Regions from separate parts of the Xenopus laevis genome. Here region 2 is linked to region 1. Evidence: chromatin contacts called from public Hi-C data. All regions are on one chromosome and are shown on one strand. Each heading gives the region's core, a stretch centred on a gene start, on an enhancer-like site or on the middle of the called end of the contact. The rest is flanking DNA. Distances are from core to core; before and after follow the strand shown. Region 1 overlaps igfbp5.S (insulin-like growth factor-binding protein 5). Region 2 has its middle 240 kb from the start of tns1.S.

What was found. A called contact is a pair of places that touch in the nucleus more often than the background predicts.
Region 2: a Hi-C map of the XL177 cell line shows a contact between it and region 1, with 6 times the contacts expected there. The contact joins two enhancer-like sites. A contact is called at or near these places in 2 of 4 Hi-C or Micro-C datasets (the XL177 cell line and the XTC cell line).

Annotation. Positions count from the first base shown.
Region 1 is chr9_10S:51,374,536-51,381,219 of Xenopus_laevis_v10.1, forward strand. All of the region lies in intron 1 of igfbp5.S (insulin-like growth factor-binding protein 5), which reads right to left. Among protein-coding and RNA genes, the nearest start is that of igfbp5.S, 8.4 kb to the right of the region's middle. Within about 2 kb of position 4,711, at least 1 of the 7 cell types and tissues checked has an H3K27ac peak or open chromatin away from gene starts, as enhancers often do.
Region 2 is chr9_10S:51,972,302-51,979,131 of Xenopus_laevis_v10.1, forward strand. No RefSeq gene overlaps it. Among protein-coding and RNA genes, the nearest start is that of tns1.S, 240 kb to the right of the region's middle. Within about 2 kb of position 3,405, at least 1 of the 7 cell types and tissues checked has an H3K27ac peak or open chromatin away from gene starts, as enhancers often do.

The sequences.
Region 1 (6,684 bases), core at 3,461-5,960:
AGAACATTGATTTTTTTTAATGAACTCTATTAAAATAAAAACCGCAAAATTCTTTAAGAGTTCTGAAGCGATTCCCTGAGGACTCCACTAACAGCAGTGCAGGTCATTGCTAAAGAGTTATAGGTAAAGCTGACCCATTGCTTATACACCTGCTGCTAAGCTCAGCTTCATGGCTCCCTATAACAGCCTGTGATGTGCAGCATGATAACTATTTCCATGTTCAGAGGGCTATCCTTAATGGAATGGTTGATTCTGTCCCCTTCCTTCACTATTAGGAGATGCAAAGGAACCAATCAGTGGCTCAAGTGAACCCTCCAGGGATTTTCCAGCTGTCGATCCACTGATGCCTTGTACACACTGCTAGTGGCATGAAAGTGGGCTCGGAATATATAAAAATAATCAGCATTACTCGGAATATTTATAAGCTGTCACCTATCGTGAAGAACCCAACTAATCAAGGCACTGCAGCAAGACAACATGTTATTATGGGGAACTCCACCCAAATAAAGGAATAAATTACATTTTAATAATGAATGCTATGCCACTTTCCAATATATGCTTATTAAAACCGTTCCTTGGCTTTAAGTTATTTGTGAATGTAACTGCTACTGAAATCAAGATCGGTCTTGCTGTTTATATTCTCTGGCAGCCAGGTCTGACTCGTGCAAAAACGACACTATTTCAAGAGTCAAAACGAGAGCAGAGACCATATTACTCTGAAGAGAGAAGTATCAGGCCGCAAGGAGTTAATGTCACACTATGAATATGACTATCCTGGAATGACCTTATATCTGGGCTCCAGTGACACTGCACTGTGATTATTTCTCATGGAGGTTAATCCAGAGGCATTAACCATGTTCTGCCGCCTTTTTTCACTCTCCCACCTCCACAATTTGGCAGCATTTAGCGTCTCATCCAGAAGCTCTGACCTGACTCTGTTCCAGTACAATTGTGTCATTGCAACTCAACAGGTAATGTCCCTTAATACTATAGCACCCCAATAGCTGCCAACACCCTTATCCCATGGCATCCACATTTTTGGAGGGTAAAGGGTAACTAAAACCCAATGACGGACTTTGCTACATGTGCTGTACTTGCCCTTTAAATGCCCTATATCTTTGTGTTTGCACATACCTGTCTAATAGGACATTAAGAGTGGAATCTATAATTATTATCCTGTGGTTTTGTTCCCCTTGAGCCTGGCCTTTGTCGGGGGAATTCCCACAAGCGGAGTTAAAGAATCATTTACGTACAAGCGCCACCCAGAAAGGTACTTGCCCCCATGCAACTTGTGGCCTGCTCTATTGAATAATGCACTGAACCTTCGAAAACATATGTATGTCTTTTTCCAGATGAGAAATGATTTTGGTAGTAATAACAACTCTACTGGTAGTGAGTATCTGCTTTCAATCTTGTACAACTATATTTAACCACGTTGTGTAATTTATGCTTTTAACTATTTTTCTACTATTTATTCAAGAAATTCTGGTGAATTAGAAGATGTTTTGATACACATTATTGAAAGACTTTAGCATTACAAATGGACTTAAACTCTTTTTGGATGGGGGAGTGCAGGAGTAGACGCACTCAATTATTGTCAAGGGGGCTGTATTCACACAGACGCATGTAAACGCCAAACGCAGGTGGGACGCAGCATGTTGCATTTCACCTGCGTTCGGTGCATACATGCATACAACGCAGGGGTTCGGTGCATACATGCATACAACGCAGGGGAGCACAGGTAAAACCGCCCGTGTGTAAGAGACCTAAATGCGATTGCCGCACTTGAGATTATATCCTGATGAAGGGTGGATAAACCCCCTTGAAAAGTTGATACTGTTGTGGTGATAATATAATAAAAAAAAGGGGATCATCCCCAATTGCACAAATTTGAGTGCGGATCCGTATACAAAAATCATTATTACCAGGGATCCCTTAGAAGGTTGCAACACATAACTTTATAACGCGTTTCGTGCCTGTTGGGGCATTTACTCATAGGCTAGCCTATGAGTAAGAGCCCCAAAAGGCACGAAACGCGTTAGGCCACTATTTCTCATGTCTCAATGAACTTTTGTATTTTTTTTTTTTACAATATTGACTGAGGGACTCACAACTTTTTTGGTTTCTTTATGGATTTGCACCTATGGACTGGGGTAAACTGTGAGTATCCTTTCCCCGACTATTTGTTTTGTTTTATTGTGTTCTCATTAACTTTCGGCAGTGCTTAGGGTTTAACCACACGGGCAGATTCTGGGAGATTTAGACGCCTGGCGACTAATCGCCTCTTCTGTGTGGCGACAATCTCCACAAACTGCCTTCCCCATGCCTGCCGCCTGCTATAATGACAAAACGCCAGCGCCAATGCACTCTCGGCGCTTCAATTTCCAAAGTCGCTCTAAGTTTCCTTTGTGGAAATTGAAGTGCCGCGAGTGCATTGGCGCTGGCATTTCGTCATTATAGCAGGTGGCACGGGGAAAACAGTTTGTGGAGATTGACGTCCCTCAGAAGAGCCGATTATTCGCCATGCGACTAAATCTCCCTGAATCTGCCGTGTACTAGCTCCCTTAAACTGGCTTTGGGCAACTGTTTTCTTGTGGTTTTTTGACAACTTTGCAGATACCCCTATGATCTAACCCTGCAGCCTGTAGATAAGGGTCTGGATTAAAGGCAATGTAGCGGCAGTCATATCATGATTCAGCCTATAATAAAAATGACTGCGTCGTGTGATCCAGTTCCCTGGGACAAATAATTTTATTTAAAAAAAAAAAAAAAGTATGGATTCACTCCATTGCTGTGCAAATAACAAGACAGTCCCTAAATACCGCAGCTGATCCTCGATTACACAAACATGACAGACCGCAGGGCTGTTACGACATTTAGCTCTTTCTATGAGTCACACACAGCCTCTCTCTTGTTCCCTGCCTGGCCTCTGGCTGCAATTACATGTTTCAGAACAGGGACCTTGCAGAACTAACACAGTCAGGCCTTTTAAAGCACAGGCTTGAATATCAAAACTGGATCTTCCCTTTTGGATGTTAGCCCCTGACACAGCTGGTAGCCGGCACTGAGCTTGCCAAAATATTCCATACAAGATTGTCAGGATACGCCGGGGAGGGTGCTATAATAACTCCAACATTAATACAGAGATAATAACCTGAAATGTGTTTTCTGTGGTACCCTACATCTGCTGACAACCAGTGGTAGTTGCAGCGTTGCCAATGATGAGAATTCCACCGTTTATAAAGATCTAGGTGGCTCTCATTCAGTGGCCTCTAAGTTTAGCACCCTTCAAGCCAAACATTGGATCCATAGGGTGATATGCTATTAAATATATATCTTCAAGCATCCTGAATAAACCAATGCAGTCTGCAGCATGCAGGGATCATCTGCTCACCCAGACAGCTTTTCCACACTTAGGTGCTGATGCGGACACTCACTTGTCCATAAGCGGCTATAACTCACCTTTTTAAAGGTGGCCTATGGGTTCCTTTCTGAACTCAGGCCTCACACACAGCACCTTTATGTAACTTATTTCCACAGTAGCCTCAACAGACCAGTTTGAGGGCTGTTGGTTGTGTTACATGCTGTAGTCTCATCCCTTTTATATTTACTTATTCATTTTGAGTCTAAAGTAGCAGTGAATAATAGTCTCAGGGAAGGGACTGTGACTGTATGATAGCAGGTATAGTAGGGTGAGATGGTGCCTATAATAGCAGTGGGATAAGTGTCTCTGGGAAGGGACTGTAAGATAGCAGGTATAGTAGGGAGAGATGGTGCCTATAGTAGCAGTGGGATAATAGTGTCTGGGAAGGACTGTTGCATATAAGGTAGAGTTGAGCAAGGAAGAACTGCCTCTACCTACAAAGAGTTAAAGGCCAAACAGTCCAACTTTATGTAAATAGTGGTTCCCAAAAACTGTGGCCCCATGGAGAGGGGGGATTTAGGGCAGACTGAGTTAGTGAGTCATCAGGCTGCACGGGGGTAATGCACTGCATGGGAGGCTCTAGAGAGTTATTATAAGCAGTGGGATTTAAATAGTCTGGGTAAGTGCTCTGGGTCAGGGGGATGAAAACAAACAGTGAACTCTCTGTGGCTCAGCGAATACCCTTGTTTCACCGTAGATATCAGCTGTGGAAACACAGCCCTTCCCCATATCTCTGCTCCACTGACCTTTCCAAACAAAACCTCCCCCAACTGCCCATTCCGCACACACACCTGCTCTGTCCCCCCTTCCCCCACCTACAAGCCCCTTGGGGAGGGGGGGGGAGAAGGATTTTAACAAGTTCATAACCACATGGGCGAATAATGCACACTAGGTACCCAACCAACGCCTCCTACAGTTTCAACCTCAGCTTCATTATATCTGTACACATATGAAATGCCTTATTAGCCATAAATGTAAATGCATGCTGCGGACTGCACTGAATTTTGTGCGTGCCTGGTACAACCATTACATGTATTGCTAATATGGGTGTTTTATACTTTTGGGTGTGGTGCCAAATCTGCGGCCCTTCAGGTGCTGTTAAATTACAATAGCTACAATTTAAGCTGCTAGTATACTTTATAGCCCTTACTGCTGGAAACATTACTAAAAAGTGTAAGCAAGCAGAATGAACATTGTAAGGAGAATGGGGACGCAGCATGCTGCATTTCACCTCAGAGCTTACATGTGTCTGTGTGAGTACAGCTCAATAATTGAGTGCATCTACTCCTGCGGCTGAACAGAAGAAAGCGCAACGCAGGGGATCGCACAATAAAACGCCCGTGTGTAAGAGCCCTTACTCGCGAGAGATCCATGTGCACCAGGCACGGATTTACTTAAAATAGCAGATTGTAACAGAGCACAGGTGATTAGATACGCCAGTGTCATTGTGCTGCCCACTGAGATTTGCCCCTGGTTCCAGTGGGGAGGGATTTAATATATGAGCCATTGTTCAGGGCATTCTGATCATTCATTAATGCTCTGGCCTGTAAGTGGCATTGGGGACCTAGAAAAGCATTGCCTAGCTGTAAAGATAGTCTGTTCATGCTCTTTATCTGGGTGTAATTTTGCCACCTTTTCTGGAAAAAGATACCGGCCTTTCTTTCTTTTCTATTAATAACCTTGGCACTAAACATAATTTTTACCGGCCAGGTGGAATCCCTATCTGGGAGGAAGAAGTGCTACTCCGAATCCATCTCTTTCTCTATGGTTTCAACTAGGGATGCACCGAATCCAGGATTCGTTTCGGGATTCGGCCGAACCCTTCTGCCCGGCCGAAACAAATCCGAATTTGCAAATTAGGATTTGCCTACAAATTAGGGGGCAGAGAGGGAAATTGCATGACTTTTTGTTACAAAACAAGGAAGTAAAAAATGTTTTCCCTTCCCATCCCTAATTTGCCTATGCAAATTAGGATTCAGATTCGGTATTCAGCCAAAACTTTCGCTAAGGATTCTGGAGTTCGGCCCGAATCCACAAAAACTACAAAATAGTGGATTCGGTGCATCCCTAGTCTCCATCCCAGCCACCACCATAAACACCTTGCAGCCACCAGCTGCTCAGTGCTTCTCCCTCATTGTTCACTCTCATATCACAATAAACAAGGAACTTGCTGCATCTGTTTTCTTTAGCAGTCTCTTCCAAATAAATGAATCCCAGGTGCCGGGGCCCCTGGGATGTGACCTCTCACATTTACAAGGCCAGATATTTTGTCCTAAATACATGTGTTAAGAGCATGGACCAGGGCCATAATAAAGCCATAACACAACCAGGAGCTACCATAGAGAAAGAGATAGGGCAAGCCATGTATGCTGACACTGCAGAATCACATGCAAGTGTATGTTATCAAGAGTTGACTGTGATTGTTGGCCCCTGATGCAAGGGCATAAAGTTTAAGCATCCCTGCAAGGCTGGACTTTTAAGTTTCCAAAGCAGCACCAGTCCATTGTGTAGTTTTACAGGCCTTGCTCCCAGGCTGTGTTTGAAGTTCCATAGCACAGGATGTCTAGGACTTTGCAGGATTCACTTACAGACCCAGGATGGTAATGTGGTGCAGCTGTGCTCCTGCAGGTAGACTGTACTTTAATTCCTTCACTGGTAGCACTACTTTTTGTCATCTTCCCTTTATCTTTGTCAAATGTTTTTCTTTAACGTCAACCCCCTCCAATCATGGAGTTTCAGCCATTGTTTTTATAGCTTGCTACATGCATTTATATAAATGTTCTCCCATGATCTTCCTGTTGTGTTATAATCTTACAAGCTGTGCAGAAAGGAGCAGTCTCCTCGTGAGGCAACTTTGGAAAACAAACCACCGCGCGTGTTATTCCTCTGCCAGGAAGAAGCCAATTGGAGCCAATGGCAGTCAATAACCAGTTATCACTGATATCGATGTGTTCCTGATATATTCAAGGTTCTCTATCTCCTGTAGGGTAAAATGGTATGGGCTGGATATGCCAGTGCAGACTGAATTAGAACTATTTATTGAATTATTGGTATTTGGCTAAACCATTCCCTATCGCGTTAAACGCAGGAAAAGCCAATTTGCACTTTCTCCCTGTGCATTCTGGGTAATATAGTTTAATGGTAAGTGCACATGTAGCTTTTGACACACCGCTATGCTGCCTGTCACTGACATGAAAGAAACCGCCAGTGACAGGTGGGTTTTCTGCGTGACTGGCAGTTTCCTTTAAAGTAATATATAG
Region 2 (6,830 bases), core at 2,155-4,654, 600 kb after region 1:
GGATAACCTTAGATACTAACTATGCCTTCAGGAGAGCCCTATAAAATAACCCTAATAGCCTTTAAGAGCTCCACCCAAAATATTCTTTGCATAATGAAGAAAATGTAATTCTAAGCAACTTCCAATGTACCTTCATTATACATTTTCACTGGTAATTAAGTTATTTATAAATGTAATTGCTATTGTAAGCATTATCTGTCACTATCAATTCTCTGCTTCTGACTCAATGAAAAGATGTACTAGGTCAGTTCTCCAGATTTTATAAATGTATATAGTAAAAGTACTAAAAATCTAATTTTCTTGAATTATGCATAAAAAAGAGTTTACGTTCTTTAAATTCCTCTTTAAGGGACCAGAAAAAGTTTAATAACTTTGTCATAACCTAAACTTTTCAATCTGGAGAAAATAGGTTTTTTTGTATGGGTCAGGGGTGAGTACTTAAGGTAATATTTGGTGAAACCCAACAGGTATTCTTTTGTCTTTTCATGATACTTTGGTCTGTGGTGGTACTATTTCATTGAAGTTTTTGTGGTCATGTTCTCCCTGCAGTGGTAGGACATGATTACACTTTACATTAGAGGACATTATAGACAATTAGCAGGGGACATTTTTACCCATAAAGTGGATCACCATACCAGAGGCCACCCCTTCAGAGTGGAGGAAAAGAACTTTCATTTGAAGCAACGTAGGGGGTTCTTCACAGTCAGGACAGTGAGGTTGTGGAATGCACTGCCGGGTGATGTTGTGATGGCTGATTCTGTTAATGCCTTTAAGAGTGGCTTGGATGATTTCTTGTATAAGCATAATATCTAAGGCTATTGTGATACTAAAATATAAAATTAGTATAAATATTGTCCTGTGCAGTTTATGTGAATGTATGGAGGTTTCAATGTGAGTGTGTGTAAGTACTGATGTTAGGTTTCATATGGAGGGGTTGAACTTAATGAACTTTTTCAACCCAACCTAACTATGTACAGTAATTATGTAACTATGTAAGAGACAGTAGGGAAATACAGATACTGTAAGACAAGAAAGAAAAAGTGCTACAAGATAGAGATGATATCGTATGACAAAGACCTAAGGGCAAGATGGTGACAGTAGGACAAGATGGAGATAGGAGGACACAATTGAGACAGTATGGCAAAACGAAGTCAGTAGGACAAGACAGAGACAGTAAAGCAAGATGGAGACAGTAGGATAAGAGAGACTCTGTATGGCAAGATAGAAACAGTATGGGAAGATGGAGACACAAGGTAAGTGTACTTTAGCTTGGTTGCTATAGAGAAAACAGAGACAGAAGGGCAAGAGAAATATAAAATAATGGTAATAGGGCTATATAGAGACAAAATGAAAGACAGTAGATCAACATGGTGACAATGGGGCAAGATGGAAAAAAACACTTTATATCAGTGATCCCCAACCAGTGGCTTGTGAGCAACATGTTGCTCACCAACCCCATGGATGTTGCTCTCAGTGGCCTCAAAGCAGGTGCTTCTTTTTCAATTTCCGGGCTTGGAGGCAAGTTTTGGTTGTATAAAAACCAGGTATACTGTCAAACAGAGTCTCGTGTAGGCTGCCAGTCCACATAGGAGCTAACAAATCAATCAAAGGTCATATTTGGCACCCTAGGGATTTTTTTTCATGCTTGTGTTGCTCCCCAACTCATTTTACATTTGAATGTGTCTCACGCGTGAAAAAGGTTGGGGAATACAGCTTTATATCATTGTTGTACACACAACAGCCTTCCAGTTATTGCTGAAATGCAACACCCATCACCCACCTTCAGCCACTCCTATAACCCTAAGCTATCAGCAGCAGGGATGTATATCTTAGATGCACTGCTAATAACAGCCACGTGCAGAGATAACATTATATTGGCACACTCACAGCCTAGACACCTGCACCAATATATCACTCAGGCAGTAAAAGTGCTTTTGCAATCCCAGTAACCTGTTTATACATGAACTGCTCTGAATTGTTCCTTTGAGTATATTAACCTAAGAGATTGAAATAATGGCCATTTATATGATCTGTGACAATGTATTTTCCTTTCAGCATAAACTACCTATATATGTCACACACTATAGTGTCTGTAAACTACTTAAATATACAGAGAAGGAATGTTATGGGCGCTAAGTAAGTCATACCCACACAATGTCAAGGGGAAAGCACAGTATCCATCTTAACTTCAAATTCTTTCCCATCAAGGTCTCACCAGTCAATCATTCTCCAAATTTTGCAGCCAAAGAATTTGACTATGAGTCCTTCCAGGGAGCTGTTGGGCTCATTTCATCAGGTACTGACTGAGTTTTGCTTTAAGCAGTCCAAGATACAATCATCGGTTCCCTCCAGCACAACTGTTCCGAAGCATCATTCTTTCATCTCAGCCCTTTCACTGCTTTATGTGACTTTTGTGAGAACCTTGATCTTGCGATATGCAGACAGTGTAATGTCTCCTGGGTTTTAATATCTCTTCAAGACCCAAATATAATTGCTGCATATTTCACCTTCAAACTCACAAAGGGGTTCCCTTCCAGGCCCATTGAGTACAAGGCAACCCTTTATTACCAGCAGCCATTGGGTTCCATTCAGCATTGGACAGGGACAGCAAGGGTGTCAGGAAAAAACCCAGGGGCCCAGGCCCTTGTGGACCCCACCACCCAAGCTCTGCTGCTTGCCCTGTGGTGAGTTCAGCTCTATTAATATAATGATATTAATAATAGGAAGTAGCTGCAAAAAAAAACAACAATATTTTGAAAATAAAAATGGGGCAGGGAAATTACAAAAAATATAGGTTGAGCATATTTACTTTAGGGCAGGTTTATTTGCCCTTGGAATAGTCAATGCCATGGTAAATACCACTGAGCAGTTTTTCTGCAGGCTCAGTGCTTTCAGGGAAGCAGCTTGACTGATAAACGTGCCCTCTGTGATTCTGCTTGGGGTAGAGGGCCCCCCTGGTGCTTCTGCCAAAAATAATATATAAAAGAAAGAAAACCCATCTCCTCGGCTCATAAAATAATATTAATAGGGTGATGTAACACAAACACCCAGAGGCTTCAGCAGGAATGGAGCAAACTGTAGGAAACTGTGTCGTGCTGCCTATTCGACCAGATTAGCTTCAGTTCCTTGGCGTCATATTTTAAAAGCAACCTAATAGTATAACAAATAAAATGATGCCCACAAGTGGGTCCATTGCTCTTAGAAATATTTTGGACCTGCAGCAGGGCGACTTACCCTTTACTTGAAAGCAGTTTTCACATACAAGTAATCTCAGTAATCTCATTTATGGGTAAGGGAGCACTGACTCTGCCTGTGAGCCATACACAGAATGGCACACCAGGGCATGGGTAAAGTGAAATCTGAAGGCACCTGCAGCCCCTCCTGTGTATCCTGCTGGCCTGAGACACTTTGGTTACATGACAAAGCCAGCACTTACTCAGCAGAAAAGATTGTTAGTCATGGAGCAACAGTGCCCTCTAGAGCTTGTAGTAAGAATAACAGTATTCAAACATTTGTCTTAGACTCACTAGAACCAAAGCAGTATCCAGGGAGAATAAATATAATGGGCAATGTTTGGCCCACTGGCATCACTGACTAGAGATTCAAATCCGGATTCAAATCCGTTAAAGGAGAAGGAAAGTCATTTTATATTTGAGGGTGCAAAAAGTTAGGAACCTGTATTTTCTTCCAGCGAGCACCATGGAAGGATCCTCTTTCTGCTTCTTCGCTCTTCAAATTTCCCGGGGCAGTCGCATGTGCAGAAGAACGAAATAGCCAGCTATTTTGTTAAAGTTCAGCCTTTTGCTCTACTGCGCGTGTGCAGCCACAAGCTGAAAGAAGAAGTAGAAAGAGGATTGATTTGTGATGCTCACTGGAGGAGCTGATACACTCACTTAAGGGTGCCTAGCTTTTGGTACCCCAAGTATAAAATTACTTTCCTTCTCCTTTAATGCTTATTTATAACCACCCGAATATATATTGTATATCATGGATGCTCTACTGTGCAACTATATCCCAGTCTTTACTTACATATGATATCTCTGTTGTTGATATTGTAGATTTCAACCCACATTCCCTTCAGTGGTTCATATGTAGTTCAATAAGTAGCATTTTAGATTGTAAAAGCCATTATATAGGACCCTCTTTATCAGCCAGTACTTGTATGTAATTTGTATGTTTCATGTATATACCATTCTATTGTACAGCACTGTGTAATATGCTGGCACATTATAAACAAATAATAACAATGATTGTCAAAGCACAGCATGACCCCCCAAAAAAGTTTTATGGAACAAGAGCTCCTGGGCCCCTTGATATAAATGCAGTGGTAAAAGCTTCCCAATAGGCTCATCTGTTGGGATCAGGCTCCTGCATACAGAAATAAATCTTCTATTCCCAGCAGGGGGGGGGGTAACTACAGAAGAAGCAGACCCTGCGGCTGCAAGGCGGTCCAGGTGTATAGGGGGCCCATGAGGCCCTAATTAATGAGCAATGTCAACATATATTTGTAAAAAAAAAAAAAAAAGGACAACATCTGGATATGTTGGGGGACCTAAAAATTAATTTGCTGTGGGGCCCAGTAACATCTAGTTATACCACTGATTCCCAGAATCCCAAATGTACTGTATATTCCTTAAAAAAAATTCCCGGTTGCTAAGTTCCCTGCCTTAAAAGGGCAACTAAACCCTCAAATGTTTCAACAAAATTGTGCTGTACGAGGACTGAAGTGGCTGGGCGGCATGCCTCCCCTAAAATTTTGCCATCCTAGGCCCAAACCTTTATGGCCTCACCGCAAATCTGGGCCTGGCAGCACCCCCAATAAAAATATACCACACCCCCAACACTGCCAGGCTGCACCCTTTTTTATAATGAAATACAGAAGGTGATTAAAAGGCTAAAGCCAGCCTGACATTTAGACAATGGCCCCTTAAATTACAGTTTGTACAATTGCAGTTAAATAGAAATGAAATGTTTACAATTTAAAAACATAAATACATATATATATATATAGCACTATAGTAAACTGCTTTGTGTGAGAGCAGTTTTAGCTACTTTCCTTTGTGGGCTGATACCACAGATGAGCTCTCTTTCTCAGGGGCAAGCCCTCGCAACGCGGTGGAGGAAGGGTGTAGTTTAACTGTAACTAGGTGCGATAGCACAATGATGGGCGCCAGTAGTTCTTTAACGGTTGAACATAGAACTGTGTTTATTGAACAATAGCACATAGATCATTCAGCACATTGATCCACAATGGAGTATAGAACATACACAGCAGCATAAAGGAAGCATATACTCACAGCACGTATAGGCTAAATCCCCACAGGCTAGGGAATATACAGCAGAGAGTAAGTTGACAGCATGTGATGGGTATTGCCCAGTTTTCAGAATATCTTCCAGTGGCAGACTAGGGGAATTCCTACCATCCCTATCTCAACACTTTAGTCCTTACTCCGGGTCAGTAATACCCTGGGATCTTAATCCCTCTAATCTCCTCGGCGGAGCCTTGAGCTGCTCAACTAAATAACCTCTCTATCACTCCTAGAGTGATCTATAATTGAGTATAGCTGTCTAATTACTAGGGCCAAGGCACCTAGGGTGACACTACCCATTCCCTTCCAGCCTGCTTGGTTGGGCTAAAGCAATGGACCCTGACCTCATGGTTCCTAAACCTTTTATACTCTGGCACAGTGCCATCTGGTGTACACTGTGTGAACTACAGGGGTTACATAAGCACAAGGTCCCCATAAGGACCTTTTAGGCATCCATATAACTAGGGATGTGCCTGTCTGTAATGTGTAAGGGTGTCTAAGATTTTCACATCCCTACATATATATATATATATATATATATATATATATATATATATATATATATATATATATATATATATATATATATATATATATATATATATATATATAATATATTTATTTATATGTAGAGGCTATAATATCCTTGTATGCTACAGTAGGAGGTGACGGTTGCCTTTGTGTCTATTTCTTCTGTCTGTAACAGTGACGCAGGACTTTTCCACCACAGGACAGAAGAATGGGCTGGGGACATTGTTCTTGCCTTAGCACACTGAATCATCTCTGGCACTCTATAAAATACATTTATTTACTGTAGTTAACCAGTGACTCTAGTAGCTGCCACACCAACCGGCCAGAACACACTGACTCAAACTCAGCCGTCTAAACCCATTTCCAAACCTCAGGAACATGGCAGGGTTCTGAGTATTCTTGGAAGCAATTTGGGAGAATTCCTCCTCCGATATCCTTGTGCCACTTGTGTGACATTGCCTGTATCAGCTCCTGGGAACTAAGCTTGCATGAATTACAGACAGACAACATTGTGCAACAGTTGCATTGTGTATGTACCCTCTGATCTACTCATCTTCCATGTTCCTGGTTCAGTCTGATGTCACTTTCATCAACAGCAGCTTTCACCAACAGTGCCCAAGAGAAGGGGAATAGGAATTCATGTAATATCTACCAGCTTAGAGATTCTCCCAGGAGGTATGGTTTCCATATGGGTTTCAGCCTCAGCTTAGGTTATAGCTGTTGTTAGGTGGTCAACCACAGTGCACCTTCAGCATGAATCTCAAGAGAAGCACAAACGTGTATGCTATGCCCCCTTAGAGCAGATAGTACCCACAAGAGCTTCAGCCTAAGATGGGAGATGTAAATTAACATATATGTAGGGTTCCCAAATCTAGATTTACAGACTATAGAATTTCCCTACAGATGTTCTCATTTTCCCACATTAAAAATTGAGAAGCTTGATAGATAGAACCCATAATTCTCTGTGGTAATCAGGCTCTCAGGCAAAGA